Linked DNA regions of Mus musculus: region 1 is linked to region 2. A link is a contact called in public HiChIP or PLAC-seq data. All regions are on one chromosome and are shown on one strand. The core of a region is the stretch at or near the end of the contact, and the rest is flanking DNA. Distances in the headings are between cores, read along the strand shown.

Region 1 (6,977 bases), core at 2,818-5,317, 520 kb before region 2:
TGCTACAGCCTGAGTATGGAGGTCAGGAGGAAACAACGTTCAAGAGTTGCTTTCCTCTCCATCCTCTATGGGATCCTGCCATCAAATTTAGGTTGTCAGGCTTTAGTGGTATCTTACGGGCCCAGGAGAACGTTTCTGGATGTAAAACAACTCAAGCTGTTAGCTCAAACCCATTTTCTGTATGATGATCTGACTGTTGAACTTCAGTGCAGAGGTGGAGGCCTATGCCCTCTTTAGAATTTAGGAGGATGAAGCCAAGTCTTCTACAACAGATGTCCTCAGTGTGTTTGGGATGCCACACTTCATTTCTTATGACTCTGTTTACCCTTCATACCACTGTGTCAGAACAGCCCAAGAGCGGAGTCATGTGAGAAATCTGACTGCTAGTGAGAAAACTCCAGCAAAACAAGACGAGAGTCTTGTGACCTCGGTTTCTTCAAAACACAAAATTGTTCTTGAAATGTGTTTTTGTGCTCTTCCCAGGTGCAGTGGATAGGAGTGAAGTTACCTCATGTGCTGTCACTCATGTTCCTCAGGGGAAAACATGCTTTTGCCATGTGAGGCATTGTCCTTGTGATTGGACACTTCACTCAGGTGACTCTTCTTAACCCTCAGCATATAAATTGTCCGATGCTCTGAATAAAGTTGAATAGTTGAATCTTGGATGCGACTTTATTTTGCTTCATTTTTAGGTCCTGCTCTCCCAGGTTCATGACACCAGCTAGGTGGGTAAACGGCATTGATGCTGTGGTTATCTTCACTGGGAGGTTGGGGAAGGGTCTTGGAAGGGTTAACATTGTTCCCCATCACACAGTAAGGGAGAAGTAAGACTGGGAGTGGAGCCCAGCTTTGAAAGCCTAAGGCCATGCTAGCTCCTCTGCTCCTCCCTCCTCCTCTCCACCCCCAGCAGCAGAGAGTTCACAGGCACAATCCGGAATGACAGCCTCACAATGGAATCATGCAGAAAGTCCGGATGTGTGGAGGACTGGCAGGGTCCAGCTACATCTGTGTGTTCCTGCCAGTGAACAGACCCTTGGGCTGGTGCCCTGGTTACAGACCAGGGGGCTGTCCTTTTGTTCTTGGGTCTGCAGAGCCTCTACTCTCAACAGTTTAGCACCATAGAGCCAACACACTATTGTTTAATCTCACGGATCTCTCCTGACAGGACAATTTGTTCTCTCTTCACCCTGGAGAGATGGGTGAAGGCTAAATGTAAACAGAATCTTCGTCCTACTCAAAACAAAGTCAGAGCTTTGACTTTGAGCTAAAGATGTCACAGGCCACGGAAGGAAGTAAGACTCTGAAAACCACTGAGATTTCTGCCTTACCTTTGTACAGCTGGCCATACTTTTTTCTTTTTTTTTTTAACTTCACTTCTGTCCAGGTGATTTGGAGCCTACAATGACTGGGAGATTTAGGGGTCCCTGGTGCTACACAAATCTAGATGTCTATTGCATTTATGTTTTGTGTATATTGTATGTTGTTACTGTTTATTTGTCTGAGATAAGAGTCCTGCTACGCAGTCCAAGTTGGGCCCCAGACTCACAATCCTCCTGCCTCAGCATCCTTTCCAGCTTCCTTCTGAGCTTCTATGCGTGTAGCACTCTACCTGCATTTTAAAGGCATATTATAGAAATCGTGGCATGTGCACCAGTCAGGATAAACTTGGAAAGGAGATGGTACCTTGATAAAGGTTGTCAGTGTGCATTTTTGCTGTCTGAACTTGTTTTGTTTTAACCAAGGTGGGTGTAGCAGGAAGGGAACTCTGGGAGAATGGTGAAGTACTTCAAGCCAGCAACAGTGAGGAGCTCTAACCACCATATGCTTAAAGGGCACCAGACCTTCAAGAGAAAGTTATATAGAACAGCTGTCTGGAGTTGCTGAGATTATGGGCAGTGGTGGTGGCAGGGGAAAGGGGAGACAGTACCTTCCAAATGTACTGGAAGGATGGAGCCTGGGAATAAACATTTTCCTATACCTCCTCCTCCATCACCAGCCAGTGCCTCCCCTTGGGTAAACCTGACTAGAGGGCAGAAGGCCAAGGGATACATAATAAAGTCCTATAGGTTGGCTCCCCTGGACAAGGAAGAGGGTGGAGACAGATGGAGGGTAGGTTTGGTGAAGCCAGAAAGAGACACTTAAATTCGGGTTCACCTGTGGCTCCAACTTGTCTGTTCTGGTGTAGGCCCTCTGTCCTGCTTCCTTTGTATGCCTTTGTCACCTTTAGATCCAGTCCTGCAAACGGTGCCAGCTCTTCTCAAGGATATGAGCACTCTCAGCGAGTATATTTTTATTGTGAAGACATCTGCACCTTCTTGCCAGCCAAAAACAACATATGGAAGCGTTTCCCACATTTTCACCAGGGGGCACTCACTCCTTTCCCATGGATAGCTAGAAAGGCTTTTTTTTTTTTTTTTTTTTTTTTGCAAGTATTTGCTAGCCAAAATAGAATCCTTTTCTGTGGGCACAGCGACTGTTGGAACAGCTCTGTCCTAAAGTGATTTCTATGTAGCTAAACACTGTTTCTGTTTGAAAGACGACTGGACCCTGGGACGATTTCTTGGTAAATGTTTAGGGCCCAGCTTGCACACTGCCGGGAAAGTGTTTGGGTCTAAATGCTGTCTTATTCTGCCATTAAAATGAACAAAGCCAGAAAGACTTTGAAAAGATAATCGGCATGCCTAATTTGTAGGTGCTTAAAAAAAAAAAAAAAGCAAAAAAACCTAGCTGAAGGCCAACCAATCAAAGCTGGTTTTGAAAAACCTCTCTGTAGGGATTGTCTTGTACCCATCCCCATGATTCATCCTCATGGATAAGTAGAGGGTCCTGGGGGAAAGGTGTTTTCTCAAGTATAAATTCTTCCAAATGGAAAGACATTTGTTTGCTATCATATCAATCTATTAGCTGTGAGAGTGACACATGCTTTGTCAAAGGATCCGTGCAGTCAGCCAAGCAATATAGCTATGTACGAGGAACGGGCAGAGGGAAGGGGGAGGAGGGGCTTGCTTCTGTTAAAAATGAATCATGGATGAGACCGGGTAAAGACAAATATGGATCTCTGATCCCTTTTAAACGAGCATTGTCTTATACCTGCAGGGAAATACAAAGACTTATTCAAATGTACAGAGTGGAGAATGGTGGGAAAATTGGTTTCTCTTATCCTATTGGAGGCTTGGCATGGAAGGTATTTGATCTGTCAAAGAGTCAACCAGTCAGTCAGTCATCAAAGGGTAGATTAAAACTGGCTTGTGCCCATGAGCGGAGTTTGTCCTTAAGTCTGGAGTCTGTATGGTATGATGGAGAAGAACAAAAGTTTTGGCATAAAGTCAATCTGGATTCAAATCTTGGCTCTGTCACTTATCTACAATCTCGGGGAAATTCAGTTAACCTCTTGAGCCTTTCTGACATATAAATGGGGGAAATTATATGATCTACTTAATGGACTCAGGGAAGATTAAGGCAGGAACCCAAGCAAAGTTTCTGTTGCATAACAATGAGTAGTGGTAGGTATCATCATGATCTTAATAACAAATCAACCCCATTCCGAGTACTTACTGTCGTTCTATAACAAGGAAACAATCACATGGGTCGAAGTAATTTATTACTTGGCTTTTTTCCCCCTTCAATTAACTTTAGTAGCCAACTATGGTACTGCTAATTAGTTATTTAAAAAACAACAGCTGTTTGAGTGAGTTTACTGTCATAAAAACACAGGATCTTAGAGCTAGGGAGACTAACAGATTCATTTCATCCAAACCTCTTTTAACATGAAGGGAATCCTTTAAAAAAAATCTTTAAAATAAAGCCAACCTATCTGCATAGCCATAAATAGAAAGTGTGGCCAAGACCCACAGTACCTTCCTGGATGAGGACAAAGCTGTGTTTTACTCGATAGCCCTTCCTCGGAAATCAGTGCTTCCCGACGATCAAGGGGTGTTATCTCTTTATTTTCTGTATTCCAGCTACTGTAAGTTTATTTTCATTACTTCCTGTTGCTTTCTGAAACATGTTAGAGAATCTTCTAATCGAGCTTGCAATGAGAAATTAAAAATAGTATCCAGAGTGGTGGATAGAGTGCAATCCTTATCAAAATACCAAGGGGACTACTTCCAGAAATAAACATGCTAAATGCGCACGTGTATGAACACACACACACACACACACACACACACACACACACACACACACACACACACACATACACACTCCAGTCAACCAAAGCAATACTGAGAAGGAAAAGTGAAATTGGATGCATCCCACTTCCTGACTTAGAATTATATCACCAAGTTATACTACTTAAAATAACACGGTACTTGGTCTACCCAATCTTAAGATACATTCCAGTCCATAGTAATTATTAAAAACATCATGGTTCTACCACAAAAATAGACATGTAAATTAGTGTAATAGAACAGAGGGCGCAGATATAAGTCTACACAGTTATAGTCAGTTGATTTTGTACAAAGACGACAAAAAGTGCACACTGGAGAAAAGACAGCTTCTTTAGCAAGTGACTCTGGGTAAAGTGTATGTGTAGCATGTAGAACAATTAAGCTAGATCCTTATCTCTCACCCTGTACAAAAATCAATTCCAAGTGCATTGAAGACCTTAATGTAAAACCCCAGACGCTGAATACCGGTAGAGGGAAAGGTAAGGACTATGTTACAAGAGGTTGGCATAGGTATGGACTTTCTAAATAGAAACCTGGTTGCCCAGAACATAAGGTCAACAATTGACAATTGGGCTTCATAGATTAAAAAAATACTTCTGTACAGCAAAGGAAACAGTTGTATGAAAAGGTAACCTATGAAGGGGGAGGAAAATCCCAGCCAGTTATATATCTGACAGAGGATTGATGTTTAGAGTATGTAAAAAACCCAGAAAACTAAACCCAAGCAATAAATGCCCAATTAAAACAAAAAACAAAAAACTTTGGAACCAAATACAACGTTCTCAAAAATGGCTGGGAAGTAATTTTAAAAGTGTTCAAAATACCATTATTCATCATGCAAATGCAAATTAAAACTATTTTTGAAAGCACCCCAATTAGAATGGTTATCACTATCATCTTGAAAATAGCTGCCAATAAATTCTAGTATTGATGTGGGAAAAGGGGGGAGTTCTTACACACTTCTGGGGGGACTGTAAACTGCTACAGCCACTGTGGAAATCAGTGTGGACATTGCTCAAAAAGCTATAGAGCGACAATGTGACCCGGCTACATCACTCTTGGGCAGATAGCCAAGGAGTCTGTTCCACTACAGACACACTTTTTTTTATCCATGTTCATTGTTGCATATTCACAATAGCTGGGAGGTTGAATTAGCCTGGATATCAGTCAACTGATTCATCAGTTGAGAAAATGAAATTATATTCAGTTGTAAGAAAATGTAATTATGAAAATTCCAGGTAAATGAGTGGAGTTGCAAAACACACTGAGGTGACCCAGGCCTGGAAAGACACACAGTGCACGTTCTCTCTCGTTCATGGATCCTAGTTTTGAATTTTTACATTTATATGTTAAATTCAGAGTATTTGTTGAAGCAGTGAAACCAAAAAAAGGAGGGGAAGCTTGCAGTGTGGATGCTAGGAAAGTAGAGAGGGGATATGGTGGGAGCCAGAAGGTTTAAGCAGAGATGGGGTGGATTTTAAAAAGTGATTGAAAGGAGGGAGCCGACAAGGTCGACTAGTGCTGCATCTAGAAGCCATGGTCTGTAAAACAAAAGCCCAGTGCCGAGAGTGGGATACTTCTCCTGCCGGTTGGCCCCGGAGTCATCAGAAGTCCCCCAAACAATGTTCGATTTGGTCATTCCTCTTGGTTGTCCATAGAACTAGGTGATAAGACCCTATTGCTGAAGGTATTACACACGTTGGTTGCAGGATATAGAGAAACCAAGCTGGAACTGGAACTGAGTTGAAAGTTGAAAGTTTCCTCCCCATTTACGAGTTTCTACGGTGCCAGAAGGCGTTTCACAGGATGCTAGGGAACAAAGACATTTAGTGGTCCTACCGCAATATGAACCTACCAGTTACAGAAATGATCTGCCAGGCAAGATGTACAGGCAAAACGTACACACTACAGCAGCATGGTTGTTTTTGTTTGTTTATTTACAAAATGCAAAAATCCTTTATGAGCAGACATAAGCCCATTCCATCGGAAGGACTCGTACTTGGTATTCTAAACCTGATAACCCAGGACCCAGCAAGGGATAATTTCTAGGGGGACAATATATTATTGCTTTGCTAAGTGGACATGGTTTCAAGATGGCCTTCTAGGTATTTATGAACTCTTATGTCTGCCCTAGTCAGAGAAATTTCTGTTTGCAGTGAGCGCTGCTTAACGCAGAGACTCAAAACTGGTCAAAGCACTGATAGTAATTGACCATTGAGTGTTAGGTCTTATAATCCCACACCCCAAAAACTGGTAACTGTAGCGTCTATTAACACATCAAAGTCAACACTGGTCAGCTTTCCCAGCATCCATCAGTCCTGTGGCTCCTCCCATCTCTCCCAGAGTCTAGTACCTGTGGTTCCTCTTATCACTCTTCACCCTGCTCCCCTACTGCAAACCTCTCCTGCCCAGGGGCAGGGCTTCCACTTCTGGTCTCTGAGCCTGATCTTTATATAACTCAGCCATTTGGCTCCATAGATCTCATGGCCTTTGGCATGGGCTGCCTGTCTTGGTTGGCAGCTTCTCTCTGGTTCTCCCTACCCTTCTTTCCTCTCATGGTCTCATTTAGTCTGCCAGCCATGTTCAACCAGGACTCACCCCTCTGCCTGCTTTCTCCCTTATATCTACAGTAAAACGCTTCTCCATACTTTAGTCACATCTGCTCCTTTTATTTCATTTCATTGTTTTTTTTTTTTTTTCAAATGGAACATCTATGTTAAACTTAAAGGCTTGGTGAACACTGCGGAGGAATGGGTAGAAAGAACAAAAGAGCTGAAGGATAGGGGAGGATGCTGTGAAGTTCTG
Region 2 (6,846 bases), core at 3,226-5,725:
CCTCCATCAGATGGACATGTAGAAAGTCTTTGGGGGCATTAGTTGATTGTAATCAATACAGGAAGAACCAGCTCACGGTGGGTGGTGTCATCCATAGACAGATAGGCTTGGATGATATAAGAAAGCATTACTTACTTCTGAAAGCAGTAAGCAGTTTATAGTATTCCTCTGAGGTCTCTACCTCAAGCTTCTGCCCCAGCTTCCCTTGATGGTAAATGAAATCCTTTATTTAAGTTGCTTTTGGTCATGTTTGTCACAGCAACTGAAGGCAAACTGGGATAGGTTCTGGGTGGAAAAACTATGATCAGCTGGGTGGCTCACAATATGAAGGCAGCATTCAAGGGAACTTCAGTAAATAAACAAATATGTGATTTTTTCATATGTTAATTGGCTGTAGGAAGTTATTTTAAGTTTTTCAGATAACTGAAAAAAAATCCGCAAATTTTAGAAATCTTAAATAGATCGATACCTGAGATGCTTAGGTCTCCATTTAACCTAAGTATAGCCTGTTCACATGCATGGAGGTGTAAGCTATGTTTCTCAGATTTCACTCTGGGTCATAACATTGTTTTTAAATCAATCGTGGAATCTTAATTAGGGTTTCCCTAAGCCCTGCACCTTTGGACATTACCTGGGATATTTATTTCACTTTGCTTAGTGAGAGTGAGAACTAAGTGTAACTTGAGATCAAGCAGAGGTTTTATTTTTGGAGACTTTCACAGTTTCCTCCCAGGCTCCTAGGTAAATGCCCATTTTTAAAGTCATGTACTACAGATATATTCTCAAATGTTTATTTAAAATTTCGGCATCTGTCCTCTTGTTTATCCTTATATTCCACAGGCAGCCACACCTATGAGTTGGTTATGGACAGTCCCTCAAATCCTTTATGCTACTGCCTATGTGTTAGAGTTAAAAGCTGTGAATGTATTCAGCTGTGTTCAACCTCTTACCTTCACTGAGACACAGCATAGTCATCTACAAGGCTGTGACACATCTGAGTTACTAAAAGCAAAATGAGAGAGAGAGAGAGAGAGAGAGAGAGAGAGAGAGACTTGTTTCAAGTAAGTTTACAGTTTGTGTTGGCCATGTTCATAGCTTTCCTGGGGCTCCTGCAGCCACGGTGGTGGGGGTTGGGGGAGGCTTTGTAGGTCCTGCTCACCCAAAGGAAGGGAAAGTCACAACTTTCCAATACACTGTTGGAAACATGTTTACAAAGACTTTATGAGACAGGTGTCTTTGAAAGATGAAAGGGTTGAAAGTTGTAAAGATACAGAGAAGAATATAGTCTGTAGATTGGAAGGAAGGTGTAAAGAAGAAGCCAAATACATGTTAAGTCCAGTTTAGCCAATGAATATTTACATCTAGCTGTCTTGTGTGTTCTGACAACTGCCTGTTGTACAAGATTCCCATTCAGTTTAGTGTTGATTCCAGATGGAAGAATCCTGATTAAAATAGTAAACCAGGTGTATTCCCTGCCTGTAAGCAAGGATTAGAAATAACAATGGAATGTCAAGACAGAGGTTTGTGGCTTTAGTAGGCAACTGAGTCTCATGGAAGATTGATAAGATTAGGGATGAGTTCTAGAATGTTCCACGTGATGATTCTGTAGATTACTCAGTGGGGGGGGGCAGTGGAAAAGGCATTGAGGTTTCTGGTCTACTTCAGTAAAGCAGTCAGGAAGAAGGCGGTGGCTGGGGAATTACAGAAGAAATCCCAAGGAGCGACCATTGGAAATTTATGTTGAAGCATCACCTGTAGAGAGAACTTCTTATAAGCATCACCTGTCAATAAAAAAGGCTATGGCCAGTGAGCTGAGGCAGAAAATAGGAAGAGGGACACAGGGAGGAGGAAAGAGGATTCTGGAAAATAGAATATAAAAGAGAGATGCAAGAGAGCTGCGAGGAGATAGATATAAACCAGAAGAGTTGAACTCAGCATAGAATAAAGAAAACACTAGGGGAGTTTCAAGGAGACGCTGAGAGAGATAAGGGGGGAGATTAAAGCAAGGCACTGAGGAGACAGGGAGGAAGAAGCAGGGTGGGACTGAAGGAGATGTAACTAACCATGTGGAAGACATGGAATAGTTTGAATGGGCTAAATAAATTACGAGCTACTCAGGGAATGAGCCAAAGCTTATGGCTTAGGTATGTAATAATAAAAAAAATTAGTTGTAGCACTGTCATTCTGGGAATAGGGGCTGAAATGAAAAAAAAATTAATTTATTTAATTTTTAGATTTCATCCTTGTTCACATATGAGATGAACAAGAAATGAAAAGAAGGCTGGACTTCTTGATCTTTCTCTTGGGTCACTTGGTAACATGGTTTAATGGTGACTCCAATCCTCCTGGGTAAGAATAAGTAATATATGCTAAGGGTCTGCAGCTCTGCCAGCATGGAGCTGGGCCTCATCAATGTGTACAACGTTGGTGCTGAGAATAAACCTTCAAGATTATATAACAAACCAGTATTATGGAAGCTGAAAGGAAATGAGGTCATTTTTGAGGGATTACTTCCTGGAGCCCCTTTCCAATTCCCACTGGAAACATAAAAAAATAAAAATGGACATTTTCATGTGTGCTGGGGAAAGTAAAGGATGTGACCAGAAACAATAAACATTTTTAATCCCTCCGTGGGTGAATGGATAAAGACAATGTTGTGTATGAAGATTTTCAGCCATAAAGAAGAAAGAAAGCTAAAGAAAGCTAGCTCCCATGGAAACAGGGGTTAATCAGTGGGATGTTATACTAAGTGAAATAAGCCAGGCACAGAAAGTCAGATGCCAAACATCTCACTTACATGTGGAATCTCAAACACTCAGCTTCTGAACTATTCTTGGTAGTGTCCAGGGAAGAACTGCAGTGTAAGTGTGGGACGGTGTTCAGTGAGGGACAGAAAAATTTAGTTGGACAGGAGAAATACGTTGAGATCTACTACTGTATAGCTTGGTAAACACACACACACACACACACACACACACACACGCACATGCACACGCACACACACACACAGAGACCACATTGCATAGTATTAATACAATTTTATCAATAAAAAATATGTAATTTTTAAAGTTGAGTTATCAATACTGTCAGAACATGATTTTTCTTTTCCCAAGGCAGAAGTATTGTATCATCTCTTAATTGCCTTTTAGGAAGGCCTTTGAGACCGCATACCTACCTGGTATCTGGAAGGCATTTAGATGTCAGTAAGGTACACAAATATAAGGCTTCTGTGTGAAGGAGCAGAATCACCTCTCTCCTGCAAGGGCCACTCCCCACCTCTGGTGTCCATTTTTCTCAGGCTAGAAAGACTCTAAGCCAAAGCAGAGAATGTTGGTAGGTTGGCAGTGGGGAAGCCCTTTGCTTTTGTTCTAAGACTTGGGGGCTTAGGAAAGCCATGGCTAGGCAAGATAGGCTTGTCACTTTCATTTTTCTCCCTGCCAATTCATAACTGGTAGTCTTGAGTTTGATTTGGCCAGGCTATTTCTTGTCTCAGGAAGATAAACATTTTTAGATGTTTTGGAAGTTGCTTGAAATCTGTTCGGTTGGATGTTGCAGGATATTTGATCACAGTATGAACCCCCAAGGTTGTGTTGTTTACTGGAAAACCCTTATTCTAGTTGTGGTGTGGCTCAACCTTAAGACACACCTTTAATCTTTCTGGCTGGAATATGGACATTCCCTTAGTACACATCTTTAATCTCAAACAATGAAGATAGCATTAATTTGTAGAAGAAAGCACCCATGTTTGAATGTGATGTTTAATTGAGTCACAGACAAAGTAATGGATCAGAGAAAGATTTGACAGAACAAGAGATGCTCAGCTCTCCCAAGAACAGAAAGGAAAGAGAGGTGACTTAAGAGAGAGCAGTAGAGAGGAAAGAGGCAGTTTTACAGAACCAGTTATAGAGAGATGGGTTGCAGGGAGAAAACAAGCTAGACACAGGTGAAAACAGAGCAGCCAGAGAAATGAGGAGCCAGAAAATTAGAGCCTATTGCCAAAGTTAGTATGAGGCCAAGCAGGGCAATTCAGTCAGAGGATAAGAAAGAAGCCAGATGGAATCAGTAAGCTAGAAGAGGAGTTTGAACTAGAGCAGCTGAGCTGAACCAACCAGAGTTCAGAAAGAACAAGAAAGGGTGAGCATATTCAGCAGTAAATATCAGAGGCTGAAAACATTCTGGGCCTAGATAAGATGTACAAAGTCTAGAAGCTTCCAGGACTAGGCCTAGGTAAGGAGACAAGAGGTAGTAAGCCTCAGAGATGACAATTCTACAGAGTGAAAGTTACATTTACAGATGGAAGACATTTGTGTTTGGATATTGTGTAGAGGCTCACTAACTTGTTGGAAAAATGGATTCCTAAGATCAAGATTCAATATGACTCTTGAGACACCAGTCACTGTAGAAATAGCCAAGGCGCTGTCCATTTCCTCAGTAAGTGTCAGACTGCCTCATCCTGCCAAGGACCTTTCCAGGCCTTGTGAGTTTTGCTACGAGCATATTGGATAAACATCCCTGTCCTTGTAGCACAGAGGTGCAATGTTGATAATAATGCAGTGAACGAAATACACAGCCCATTAGGGAATGGTAAGTGCTAATGAGAGGAAACAGTGGAGAGGGGAAGATATCGGTGTGGGTCAGGGGTTTAAAATATTAGATAGAGAGAGTGGGGAAAGTCTGGTGATTAAGAGACATTCTAGGAATTACTGGTAACAAGAGATCAAGCTATGTCTAAGGGAAAGATGTTCCCAGCCAAAGGGCCCAACAAATACAAAACCCTGAGATGACATTTTAAGGAATGGCCAAGAGGCCAATACTCAGATCAGAATGTTCCTGGCTGTGCTATGGGTTTTCTCTATGTGACGGAGAAGTCCTGGAGTATGACTTCACACATTCCTATCAGAGGGTTGCCCCACTCAGGAGCTGCTTAGAAAGTGAAAACACCCAAATCCCCGTCAAAGGTATCATATAATAGAAGGTGACATGGTGATAATAAGGCCCCTATCTCTGTAAACAGCTTCCAAAGTAGAATAGATTATGTCATATCCCATGAGGATGGATGCGAAAGGTCACCTAGGTCTGGTCCTCTAGTAATACATTCAAGAGTATCTATATTCATACAGATGTGCATGCCTTTTTGAGGGCAGGAAAACATTGAAAACAATATGGAAAGTGCAGTGTTTGGTTGTTTTCTTAGCCAGTCCCAATGACAAAATGACAAGCCACTGGCTTTGTGCAGGAATTACAATCCAATGGAAGACCCACAGTTACTTCCTGTGGCACTGTGAATTTGTGCTCTGTTACCCTATCCATGTGACCTAGCCTATGTCTTCATCAGACTCTGGTTGCTCTACTCATGATTAGTTCCATCCAAGAAATGGTTAAACAAGCCTCTAGGTATGGGCCGGGACCAGTGGGACTCCCCAGTGCCTTCCTTATTTCTATCACTCTAACAAAAAGCCTGACAGAAACAGGAAAAGGGGGAGAGACTTATTTTGCTACATTTTCAACAGAATATCATGGTTCAGAAATGGAGGCACATCCAGGAGAAGATCTGATGTTGACTTGTGGCCTCCCAAAAGGGTCCAGGAATAATTTGGCCCCCAGGGCTCAACTCCAGTCACCTACGTTCTTTAGCTAAGCCCTGCCCCCTAAAGCGTCATAATATGCCAAAATGTTCTACAATCTGAGGTAGAGTGGATTCCATGTTAACCATGAATTAGGATACATCATAAAATACTCTACTATTGCGTTTGCAGCTCCCTAAATGTTGGCTTCAAGTTCTATCATTTCAGAGTATAGGAAACATGTTCACCTATGACTCCTGATTTTTATATTCAAGCGTTAGTGCCTGGACAATGTTTGACTTCTATTTTCTAGGTTTCAAGTCTTAAAGTCTTTAAGGAAGAGACTTAGTGGACTGTGATTGCTAATTACCTCCTCCTAAAGGATCAAACAGGGCCAGCATCATGCAAGAACATGGCTGCTTCACTGGTAGTCAACCATGATGCAGATGGTGGTTCCTTCTAGAAGCAAAGGTTAGGGACCTTAGATCTTCATACCAGAGCTGACACTCTCAGTTCACTTACATTCTGAACTGATTGAGAGCCATTTAAAACTAGAGCCTTAGTTAAGTAAATGTTTTACTAAATGCAGTGAGTCTTTTCTTGTCTCTATTTCTTAATACTTCTACCCCAGGGCTCCCAATACTGTTGAAGAACTTTATCCACAGCATTTAAACTGTACAATACATGATGTCTTTCATATTTTTGTCTCTTTTATGAGTTACAATATCAGATCTGTAAAGCTGGAGTGTTTCCTCGGTCTGTGTATGCCTATATCTCTAGCATTTGGGACAGTTCCAACACATGGTAGGCATTCAATAACTAGTGAAGGAGTCATGTCTGTTTGGACTCTGATGACTGTTCCCCAGCCAAACTTCTCTATGTCTTTCAATGATGTAACTATGAGAAGAAAGCCCCACCTCAGCTTCCTTTGGATTGAATCCAGAAATGGCTCCAGAAGACAAGGGAAAGAACAGGGAGGCTGGTGTTGGTACAGCAGCTGCTGAGATGCAGAGAGAGGGTAGCATCTGTATTTCTCAGACACTGCAGCATCCCTGGGGAGCAGGTAACCCCAAGGTTCTGCAGGTCTTTTCAATATCTTGGATTAAATGAACTGTGAAATATTTGTTTTATTAGAGTTTGAGTTCATTCCTGAGGCCTTAAATTATGTCCGTTCTGGGCAGAGTGTGGAGCTTGCACAGTGTTTAGTGAACTCACAGGAACCTCCCCCATCATTTTGGGAGTCTGTCTTCATGAGCTGTTTCCATTTCTCCTCTAAGACCTG

What was found. HiChIP or PLAC-seq counts read pairs in DNA pulled down with a chosen protein or histone mark.
Region 1: an H3K27ac HiChIP or PLAC-seq map of heart atrium shows a contact between it and region 2, with 22 times the contacts expected there. The contact joins two enhancer-like sites. A contact is called at or near these places in 1 of 484 Hi-C or Micro-C datasets (cortical neurons), 2 of 115 datasets of contacts at active chromatin or transcription factors (embryonic basal ganglia and heart atrium) and 1 of 9 other capture datasets (embryonic stem cells).

The regions. Positions count from the first base shown.
Region 1 is chr8:90,653,276-90,660,252 of GRCm38.p6, reverse strand. No RefSeq gene overlaps it. Among named protein-coding and RNA genes, the nearest start is that of Gm35850, 84 kb to the left of the region's middle. Within about 2 kb of position 4,067, at least 19 of the 459 cell types and tissues checked have an H3K27ac peak or open chromatin away from gene starts, as enhancers often do. A contact at or near this core is called in heart atrium, where this site is marked.
Region 2 is chr8:90,130,805-90,137,650 of GRCm38.p6, reverse strand. No RefSeq gene overlaps it. Among named protein-coding and RNA genes, the nearest start is that of Tox3, 210 kb to the left of the region's middle. Within about 2 kb of position 4,475, at least 3 of the 459 cell types and tissues checked have an H3K27ac peak or open chromatin away from gene starts, as enhancers often do. A contact at or near this core is called in heart atrium, where this site is marked.